2 separate regions of the Mus musculus genome follow, and region 1 is linked to region 2. The links are chromatin contacts, called in public Hi-C maps. All regions are on one chromosome and are shown on one strand. Each heading gives the region's core, a stretch centred on a gene start, on an enhancer-like site or on the middle of the called end of the contact. The rest is flanking DNA. Distances are from core to core; before and after follow the strand shown.

Evidence for each region. Hi-C and Micro-C count contacts between places; a contact is called where the count stands out from the background.
Region 1: a contact with region 2 is called in a Hi-C map of cerebral cortex, with 2.4 times the contacts expected there. The contact joins two enhancer-like sites. A contact is called at or near these places in 8 of 484 Hi-C or Micro-C datasets (the N1E-115 cell line, Sertoli cells, cerebral cortex and 3 more), 1 of 115 datasets of contacts at active chromatin or transcription factors (a beta-TC-6 cell line) and 1 of 9 other capture datasets (embryonic stem cells).

The regions. Positions count from the first base shown.
Region 1 is chr11:36,147,275-36,152,705 of GRCm38.p6, reverse strand. All of the region lies in intron 9 of Tenm2 (teneurin transmembrane protein 2), which reads left to right. Among named protein-coding and RNA genes, the nearest start is that of Gm46251, 14 kb to the left of the region's middle. Within about 2 kb of position 1,750, at least 4 of the 459 cell types and tissues checked have an H3K27ac peak or open chromatin away from gene starts, as enhancers often do. A contact at or near this core is called in the N1E-115 cell line, where this site is marked.
Region 2 is chr11:36,044,699-36,050,105 of GRCm38.p6, reverse strand. It overlaps Tenm2 (teneurin transmembrane protein 2), which reads left to right. Exons shown (of 29, transcript NM_011856.4): 22 at 860-1,014; 23 at 2,465-3,339. Among named protein-coding and RNA genes, the nearest start is that of Gm42072, 50 kb to the right of the region's middle. Within about 2 kb of position 4,030, at least 86 of the 459 cell types and tissues checked have an H3K27ac peak or open chromatin away from gene starts, as enhancers often do. A contact at or near this core is called in the N1E-115 cell line, where this site is marked.

The DNA.
Region 1 (5,431 bases), core at 501-3,000, 100 kb before region 2:
CTGCTTTCCCCACATGGCTCCTGAATGTCAGAGATTTGACACACCTGATGAATTTTTTGTCCTTCTGGTAATTCTTCCCTGAGTCGCTCTCTTGCTTAAATGTGCCATTTGACAGAACGGGAATGAGGAAGTCGGTTCTTCAGAAGCTGCCCCACCCCCATCACTGGAGCCAAGGGCTCTGCCCCCATCTGCCAGAAGGCACCCTCTGCCTTCCTCTCATTGAGAGTCCTGCTGCGTGCACACACACACACACACACACACACACTGAATGCCTGAAGAGGCTGTGCATTTTTGTGCTTATGTCATAGGCTACTACGACATTGGCTGGAGCCTATGTTCCATGACACAGCATTTTTCTGTCAGCTGGGACTCCCACCCTTCAGCAACGGTACTCCACAGAGCCCAGCACCCTAAGCCCAGGCTGTGAATGACTCTTCAGTTTAACTTCCAGGCTGAGAAGCCTAGAATTACATCTCTGTAGTCTTGAAGTTTATATGTAATTGTTGCCGAATCTGAATATCCTTCATCCAGCAAGCTGTATTATTTCTGATACAGTTTGCCCCCTTTTCCATTTGTCTGTCTCTTCGTGTTGATTTATAGAGCTCCTTGTACATATTAAATAGTAAATTTTATCCTGTAAAACACGTTAAGATCTGCCTTCCCAATATCGCTTATGACCTAGGTTTTCTTTTAGGCTGGTATCCACTGTCAAATAGAAGATTTAAATTTTATGCAATCAAATGTAATCACCTTTGCTTCCTGGTCTCAAGGAGGCATATCTTTCATATCTCCTGAAGAAAATAAGATTACTCTCCAGTGCTCTCTAATATTCAGCTCTTTACATTGTATATGGAGTTGATTCTTTGGTACAGGTTTCAATAAGAGCCAGTTTGGTTGTACAGCAAATGAAATGCCCTTACAGCGATCTTAAGTGAAACCTTCCTTTCCTAACAGCGGTTTTGGTTTTGGTTTTGTTTTTTTTCCTCCTTGAGAGAAAGGGGGGTGCTGGTTTCGGTGTTGGGACCCTCAGCTTTGCTCGGCCTCCATGACTCAAATGTTTATTGTCAGCCCAACTCGTTGGGTGGGGTGGGCCGGAGTGCGGCATCCCTTTCCTCCCATCTTTTTTCCTGCCACAAAGCCTGTCTGTTACTAGTGTTAGGTTAACTGTCTATAGTTGCTGATCTGTTTGGAGTGAAGACAAAGCAGTACACACTGAGACTTGGACAATTTACCTGAGGAGCGAGGGTTTAGTAGATTCCCAAGCCTCTTTTTCTAAAGGACTGCTTTCAAACGGGTTTGCAGCACCAGGCATGGTGGCTCACACCTGTAATCCCAGGTTTCAGGAAGCTGCAGCAGAAGGTTGCAAGTCTGGGACAAGCCTGAGCTACAAAGTGAGTGCCAGGCTAACCTGGACTATAAATGTGAGACCCTCTCTACAAAATAAATTAATTAATAAAAAAATTTTTAAACCAGCTTTCAAATCACTTCTAAAAGTGCATTGTCCGAGATCCCCTCGTCTTGCCTAATCCAGATGGCTTGTCAACTGTAACCATCTTGCCTCTCCCATTATATTAAGCCTCTCCTACAGCCCCTCCTTTCCCTCTGAGCAGTCTCTCCACTGAAAGTGGCAGGTAGACAGGATTTGTTTTGCTTAAAACACCAATGAGTGGCTGGTCCTTTAACTGCCTACCAAGTAAATAACACTGATAATTCATCTCCCTTGCAGAGACGATGGGAAGGGGAAACTCCAGCTTGATCATTAAAATGAGCTTTACACCGTTTAGGTGACTCTAAATTATGTCATTTTTGTGTCATCAGCCTGTTAACTTGTCAGTCGTTACTGGCAGCGGTAATTTATTTTCCTTCTGCGGGAGGCTAAAGCTTCCATTTACTCGATTTAGTAAAACAGGAATCGTCGATTTGTACACACATTTTAATTAATTTTAAATAGAAGCTTGAGTGCACAATATTCTACTCCTGGAAGCCTGTGGAAAAGGGGAGAGAAAGAGAAAGAGAGGAAGATAAGACATCTCACATGTGGCTTCTGACCAGTCAGGACCATAAAGGAAGCTGACAAGTACTTAACATTGGGGCCATCTGGCACTCTTTTTGGTGTGTTTGCATACATGCGTACCTGTGTGTGTGTGTGTGTGTGTGTGTGTGTGTGTATACAATAGTGCGTGTGTGACAACTGTGACATTTCTTTTGTCACATCAGCCCCCTCCATCCAGGTTGGGGATCCAGTTTGGAAGATCAGAGACCATTCATTGCTTGTCTAGCAGGGTCTCAACTCCTATGTTGATTCCTTGGTTGAGTTACTTCACCTCTCCCTCCCAGCCACTCTTTGGGGGGGGGGGGGCGTTAAAGGGGTTACTGAATACCCAAGAAGTTAAGTCACCATGTTCAAATCCCACAGCTGAGACTTGAACACCAGCTGCTGCCACCCGGTTCTTTGTCGTTTTCATTTCTACTTTGTGCTATCAATTAGTAGGATATGGAGTCCAAATAATTTTCCTTTATGATCTTAAAAGTTAATGATCATTATGTGATTACAGTCAATCAATCAATAAATAAATCAATCAATAAATAAAATACAAGTAGGTTCCCAGTTTCTAATCATCTTCTCCGGCACCAACAAATAGGAGCCACACTTATTTATTTTGAAGCCCTGGGATGAGTTATGTCTGAGACTCAGTTGTTCGTGGGGTACCTGTCTCTCCATGCTGCAAACCCAGTGACTATGATCAGGCTTTGTTCTTCATTCTAGTGGCAGTAAATTCCTTGAGTTTTGGTCTTCCATCAGTCTCTTTTGGGCTCTTTAATGTCAGCACCACCCAAGCCTCTGAGTGCCCTGCTTTCCAGCAAGCACCAATGTCTTGCATTTCTGCCCACACTCCCAGCAAGCTTGCATCAAACAAACTGAGAAAAAGGCTACATTTAGGAACACTGTGACCTGACTCTTCTTCACTTTTTCCCTAAGTAATTTAAGTAGGTCATATTTTAAACTTGATTTCCCAGGCTCATGATTATATATATATATATATGTGTGTGTGTGTGTGTGTGTGTGTGCATATATATATATATATATGCACACACACACACAATTCTTATTTTCTAGACAATTCTATTTTTTCCCACCACTTGGAGTTTGTGCAAAAGAAAAAGGAGAAAATAATCCTCCCTTTTGTCAACAAATATAGACAGTAGTCAGTTGTTCCCCTCCCCTACCTTGTGGGAGTAAAAGAGACGCCACAGAGCACCCCTGGTGGTGCTGAGGTCCAGGTAGCCCATGTAATACAGTATGCAGATCAGCAACAGCCTTGGATGGCTACACATTGTATAGATGTGCTTCTCACTGTTCCTTATTTCAGACTTGAGGGTGGAAGTGGGGGAGGGAGGGGTGCATATTCTAGTCTTCCTTCTGGAGATCCTCCCATGTGACCCAGATCAGAAATGACAAGTAGGTCTTCTCTTGAATGCCAGCTTGTCCTCCTTTCAGGCCTTAGCTTAGGCGTTGCAATGGTTTCAAGATTCTTTCCAGGCTCAGGAGAAGATGCCAGGATTCATTAATGATGTCTGCAGAGTTACAAAAGAGGGGATAATAGTCCGCTCCAATACATTTGCATCCCTGACCTTGACCTTAGCATGAATCCTATGAGAAACTAACGTGGAGTGACTTAGTCTGTCTCCAAATCTCTCTCAAGACCTCAAGAAAATCACACTTGCAGTAGAGAAAAGATCCAAGCTGCTTTCCTCTACTCTCTCCAGGACCATCAGTATCTCTAGTAACTACAGAATCCCTTGCTCAACATCCCAAGTGTAAAATGTGTGCCTCCTCTCTTTAGAAAGGTTCATCTGAATTCAGCATGTGTCTTTGATGTCATTTGAACTCATTTCTCCCTAGATACTTCATGAGGATAAAAATTTTAGAAATAATGCGCCCCAGCATTTTCAACAACTACCCTCTTATAAAGTATTTGGGAAGATAATATTTCATCAATCATATGCCAACTATGGAGATGTTTTGTTTCAAATCAGTTTGAAATTGAGGGAGAAATTCACTGTGTTTGCAACACGAGGCCCGTTTGAGGCACTGTTCTTTCTCTGCCTTTCACAAGTTGTCTTTAGTGCTTTCCCATAAGCCCTTGGATAGCAAGAATGCAGAAGTTTTTACCCAAGCCAGTCAACAGTATAGATTTCAGCACTGACCAGAAACCAAAGTAAGCAATGCCTGTTCTCTGGAAGCTCTTATGTCCCTGGAAAGTCAAACACTCACAGAGGGATGGACATTGGTGACCATCCCATGACCACAGGAAAAAAAGAGTAAAGCAGGGTGAGCAGGGGACTAAGAAGCAATCTGACAGAATTGTCATTCTGCTCTGGAATGCTGACGTCCCCTAGTTTCATATGTATGCACCATCCATGAAGAGTTCCCAGAACCTGGACTTAAAATCACAGATGCCACCAGTAGCTGCTGACATGCCTCCATGGGTCCTATCTGAAGGTCTCTTCCTGAAGGGCCTCGCCACAGTGGGCAGCCAGAGAAACAGTTCATTTAGAAGACAGGTTGGAAATACAAGTTTATTGCAAATTATTGATGATGTGGGAAGTCTAGGACCTGAAGGAGCCAACCAAGATACCCCTTGTAAACAAACTCTGAAAGCAAGAAGTGGTCGTTAAGGCCAACTTAAACAAGAGGCAATGCGTCCCAGGCAGCCCCACAGCCTTCTCAGCCTTCATCCCAGGAGTGAAGGCAAGAGATAAGAGATAGGGATAACTCCAGATTATATGACATGCCTTTGGCCGGCTTTGCTTCTCTCTCTCTCTCTCTCTCTCTCTCTCTCTCTCTGTCTCTCTCTCTCTGGCCAAGCTTGTTTTATCTTTGTAAATTAATTCATGTGTTCTTTGAAATAGATATACTTACTCCTTCACAATATAAGTAACAAGCTAAGGCAGAGTGAGTGAGTGAGTGAGAGAGAGAGAGAGAGAGAGAGAGAGATTTTCATTGGCTCAAATATGTCCAGAACAGTAGTCAACTTATCTGAGGATAAAATAATGAGTAAAATACACCCAGACTTGCAGTTCCAGCAGCATCCTTAACAGTATGACTTTCTTAAGAGCATGGCTGTAGAGTTTGTTAACCTGGGTTTCAGTTGGGTCCCTGCTTGTGAGCCTTGTGCCAACAGAGAGATAATACCACCAACCTGAGCCTCGAGTGCATGGTGGAATCCTGATCATAGCTGCCCCTCACAGGGTGGTCAGGAAATGCATAAAACATATTCTGCTGTACCTAGCTGTGCTTGGGCAGGAGCCACTGACAGGAGTGGCTATTTTATTTTTATTTTATTTTATTTTATTTTATTGGTATTTTATACTTGAAGGTGACGATGCACCTCTGTGGCTAAGTCCTCAGCCTACAAGGTTATCTGTG
Region 2 (5,407 bases), core at 2,781-5,280:
AACCTCTGGCCCCCACATGCATATGCACACATAAAAACATCTACACACACACACACACACACATTAAATAAATAATAAAGTTTTTAGGAAAGCATGGGTATTATTTGCCTGATTCCTGTCCTGGGGAGTTCTTGGGATCGACGTGCGTCTATTTGAAAGGACTAAAGATGCTTGGGATTAAGGAGTAATCATATCAGGGTCTAAGTCTTGTTAGCATTTTTAGCTACTGTGCAAGCAGCCTGCAGCATGGATTAAGGATGCCAAGCCTTGTATTTGGGCACTGAAATGAAAACGCAAAAGAAATAGAAGCTGCAGTCTGTGTCTTATCAGTCCTGCTGCGACAGGGAAACGCTAGGGCTCTGTGTCCCCTGGGGGCACTGAAGTGCTGATTGGAGTCAAGGCTTAATTGGGAATTCTTCCTGGAGGATACCTTTTTTGAATTGGGAGTTTGTGGCTGAAAGCATCGCTGTTTCTCAGCCTCATTGTCACAGTTAGTCGTGAAGGGTATCTGAGCAACACACTACCAATCATTTCTCAGAGCAATGGACTTTGGTAATAACTCATTTTTTCCCCGAGAGCAGAGTCAGGGCTGTTTCCACATTCACTTTCGACTCTGGTTCCACTTCAGCTCAAGGTGACGTCATTGGTTGGAGGGAATATAGCTAGCTCCCTGAGAATTGTGCACAGCACAGCACAGTGTCCTTGAGAAGTGTTTGCCTTTAAAGGACTGAGGATGCTTACCCATCCCAGTAAGGTCCCTGGTCCAAGCACATCATGCCCAGAGTAGGGCATATCCCCATCTCCTCCACAAACCATCCTCCTGTCAGAAAAAATGCATCCACGCTGCTTCCTTCCCCAGGTATTGCAGTAGACAAGAATGGGCTTATGTACTTTGTTGATGCCACCATGATCCGGAAGGTGGACCAAAACGGAATCATCTCCACCCTGCTGGGCTCCAATGACCTCACAGCTGTCCGACCACTGAGCTGTGACTCGAGCATGGACGTGGCCCAGGTGGGACTCTTTATCTCTCATCCTTAGCCACTCCCTGGTCTCAACCCATAGTTCCCTCGGGTTCCGATGTGAGTTGGGAGCGTGCTCTCCGAATGCATCTGGGGAAGAATTGAGGTAAAGGAGACGTCAGTGTGAAATGTGCACGGTAGAAAAGAGAAGGGGAGAGAACAAGAAGAGAGAGAGAGGCAACAGAAAGGAGATCGTCAGGATAGAGGGAGGGAGAGGGAGGGAGAGGGAGAGAACAGAGAGGGCAATTCTACTCTAAGAAGCAAAGCTGGCAGCACACTCTAGCAGTAGCAGATTACAGGGTAGGAACTGCTGTATAATTATCTCTCGTCTCCACCATTCTCAAAGGTTTGAGACTGTATGGTTTGGTGTTACGTGCACATGTCAGTCAGAACTTCCCTGTTAATCTGGAATGGTGGCATCTTCACTATATAAACCTCCACCTTGTGCAGTAGTTACTAGAGCAAGGCCCTCCTCAATCATCCCGATGTGTGTGCTTTGTCAGGTCTCTTAGGGTGGCAGAGACCACGGGCTCCTCAAATGTGCAACATTCGTTCAAAGAGGCTAGCATGTATGCCCACCGGGCCCAGGCCTGTGAGAGTCTTTTCAACTCTTGGTCAAACTCATAAATTTTAACTCAAATTTCCCAACAAACTGACAACTTGCTACTGAGATTTTTTTTTTAATTATTTCAAATTCCACAGAAGAAGGATGTACTTGACTTGGCTTTGTTCGTTTCTCTTTTTTTTCTCTCAAACACTCAAGTTGTAGTTTGTTAGCCAGCCTGTTCTTTGTCTGTTCTTGGGCTAGGGCCACCTTCCAAGCCACATGGTTGCTTTTTCCCAACTTAGACAAATGTGTCATCTCTAAATGAACACAGCCTTCCCTGACCCATGGCTCGCAGAGCTGACGCTGGGCTGAATTGCCTTGGTCCCTTATGCATTTATCTACCTGTACAACCGCATTGGATGGCTGTAGCCCTGGTTAGTCATCTGGAGCTGAGAAACACTGGTGTGGATGGAGCTGCCAGGATCGAGTCAAGACAGATGAAACTGAAGGCAGAGTCTGTCACATGCTCCCCTCCTCTCTATCATAAACAGCCAGCTCAGGCAAATGGTTCAGTGATGAGCCCTCCTAGTACAGCTTGCTACTTAAAGGCTAAGTTGGTGCTGGAGAGATGCCTCAAGCTGGGCCTTGAGGAAGACTTGGGTTCAAGTCCCACCATCCATGTGGTGGGTTACAACTATCTATAACTCCAGTTCCAAGGGATCCAACGGCCTTACCCTTTCTGACCAGGCATGCACGAGGTTCCCACATGCAAACAGGGAAAGCATTCACACACGGGAAATAAAATGAATATTTTTAAAAGCTAAGTCATTTTCTCCTAGACGAATAAAATTAACATGTTCGAGGCTGTTCTTGAAATGCCATCTGTCGTGTGCAGGTCCGTCTAGAATGGCCGACAGACCTCGCCGTCAACCCCATGGACAACTCCCTGTACGTTCTGGAGAACAACGTCATCCTGCGGATCACGGAGAACCACCAGGTCAGCATCATCGCGGGACGGCCTATGCACTGCCAGGTTCCCGGCATCGACTACTCGCTCAGCAAACTCGCCATCCATTCTGCGCTGGAATCAGCCAGCGCCATTGCTATTTCTCACACTGGGGTGCTCTACATCACTGAGACGGACGAGAAGAAGATCAACCGCCTACGCCAAGTCACCACCAATGGAGAGATCTGCCTCTTAGCCGGGGCGGCCTCAGACTGTGACTGCAAAAACGATGTCAACTGCATCTGCTACTCGGGAGATGACGCTTACGCCACGGACGCCATCCTAAACTCGCCGTCCTCCTTAGCCGTGGCTCCAGATGGCACCATCTACATTGCAGACCTTGGGAATATCCGGATCAGGGCGGTCAGCAAAAATAAACCCGTTCTTAACGCATTCAACCAGTATGAGGCTGCATCTCCGGGAGAACAGGAATTGTACGTGTTCAACGCTGATGGTATCCATCAGTACACTGTGAGTCTGGTGACTGGGGAGTACTTGTACAATTTCACATACAGCGCTGACAATGACGTCACCGAGTTGATTGACAACAACGGGAATTCCCTAAAGATCCGCCGGGACAGCAGTGGCATGCCCCGCCACCTGCTCATGCCTGATAATCAGATTATCACCCTTACCGTGGGCACCAATGGAGGCCTCAAAGCCGTGTCCACTCAGAACCTGGAGCTGGGCCTCATGACTTATGATGGGAACACTGGACTCCTAGCCACCAAGAGTGATGAAACTGGATGGACAACTTTTTATGAGTAAGTAGGCTTTTGACCAATCTCTATAGAGCTCTCCCCTCCTCTAGCTGGCATCCAGATGAACCACTCGCATCGTCTTTAAAACTGCCTAGTCACGTCTTGCTAACTCTAATGACTTCTTATAGCTGCAGGATATTCATGTCCCTTCTCCCGACTCCTAAATGATTTGCTCTGTCGGGCCTCTGATATTGAGCATCCTCCCTGCCAGCATTGGGAATTCCTGTTGTCTGCTTGCCGTTCAAACTTCAGGATATTGGACACGCACAGCACCTGGGAGATAAAGTGCTGATTAACCCCACTGATTATTCATGTTTGCCATGGGTGCGGAAATTAGAAACGAAGAGGGAGGGTCCCAGCGGGGCTTCTGTGATTTAACAATAGGTCCAGCAACACACTTGATTGCACAGACAGGTAGATAAACTCTGAATTTCCTCTTTAGCAGAAGCAGATCAATACAGATAAAGTGCTAGGTATATTAAAAGATGTGAGGGCTGGCCATATTTCCCCTAACAATTATCTCATACTTAATAGTTCTACCGTTTGCTTTGCCAAAAAGCTGTTTTCCCCAGCTCCTGAAGCGGCTTTGGTCAAGCAAACCTGCTGCTGCGGGTATTAACCTAAGAGCTGCTGGTTGGAGGAAGCTACTAAGCCTGAGTCCCCAATGACCTGCTGGAGACTGAATGGAATCTGCCAGCCTCTGGGCTCTCCACAGCAGTGAGCGAACGTTAGACATTAGCAAGTCCTGGCTTGCTTTCCGTGTGGCTGCCAGCTGAGAATTTAGTAAGTTAGGGAGGGGATACCACAGAGAGATGGAGGTGGGTGGGACAAGAAAAAAGAAGACTTCATTGTTGATCGCGCTTAAATCAACAATGTTCGCTTCCTGTTTGTACGCCAGTGTGTTTGGGAGAATGCAAAGGAAGCTGTCGCCACCTGCTGGCGGTTTTACTGCATTGCAGAATTGTTTGCCTGGTCCTGTCTTCCTTCTTGGGGCTTATGGGGACTTCTGAGCAGCTTCACATCCTTCAAGGTGCTGGTACTTGGTCGTCCTTCACTAGCCAGTGCTCTTTTCCTCTGTGGGGACCATCTGTATATCACCTTTAGTTCTCAGCACAGTCGGGTTAAGGCTTTAATCCACAAACCTCCCGGACGCTTCCTTCTGGCAACGGTTATATCAAATGACCTTAGACACATACATTGTAGCTGCTAAATCTCTTGAGTGAAGAGCAGAGGCCCTCCTGAATTAGGCCTAGGTTGGAGTCCAGTTCTGAAATTCGGGTGTAGGGATCCCACAGAAATGAGCTCTTTGATTGGAGGCAGCTTGCTGCCAAAGGTCCCCAGCCGAATGAAAATATACACTTGATTCTTTTTTTTTTTTTTTTGAAGTGTTTAATCAAGAGTTACAGTGAAACTGATTCACGTTTTCTCTTTTAATTTGATAGGCTTGAGAATGTGAGTAGATCCAAGCATCTAAATTTTCCGTTGTGGAGAGATTCACACATACAAGTTTTCCTTAGGTTCCCAAGGAAAAACTCAGACACAAGCTGCACTTCCTGTCAGGGGTGTAAGGTCCAGGTGAACATACACAGTGATTGCAGAAGTCTAGAGAAGGAGATTAACAGAAATGAAGAAAACTATGGGATGTGCTTCAGTGAGATGTTCCCCTCAGTTCCAGAATGTTCCAGGAAGTCCCAGCCTTGGAATTAAAATTTCCCCAGTTGCAGACTACTGAGTCCAGATAGAGTATGATGGCCACAGTCCACCTTAGAGGGAATGTCAAACTGCACAGCCTTCTGCAGGACAAAGCCTCGCTTGCCAGGAAGCTCCCAGCCTCGGCATCAGGGAGGCAGTGGTGTGGATGCCCGCTCTGAGATGTGCTTCCCGTTGGCATTGGACAAGTTTCTCAACCTCCCTGAGCGCCTGCGTTCACATCTGTCAGGCGGTAGCATCAGCTGCACAGGAGTTGTGGGTGTCCATTGTTAGCTTTAGATAACTTTAGAAATCAGCAAACCTTGGTATTCAGAAGCTCAACAAAAACGAGATGCTAACAAGACTGGAAAGAAGCAATAAA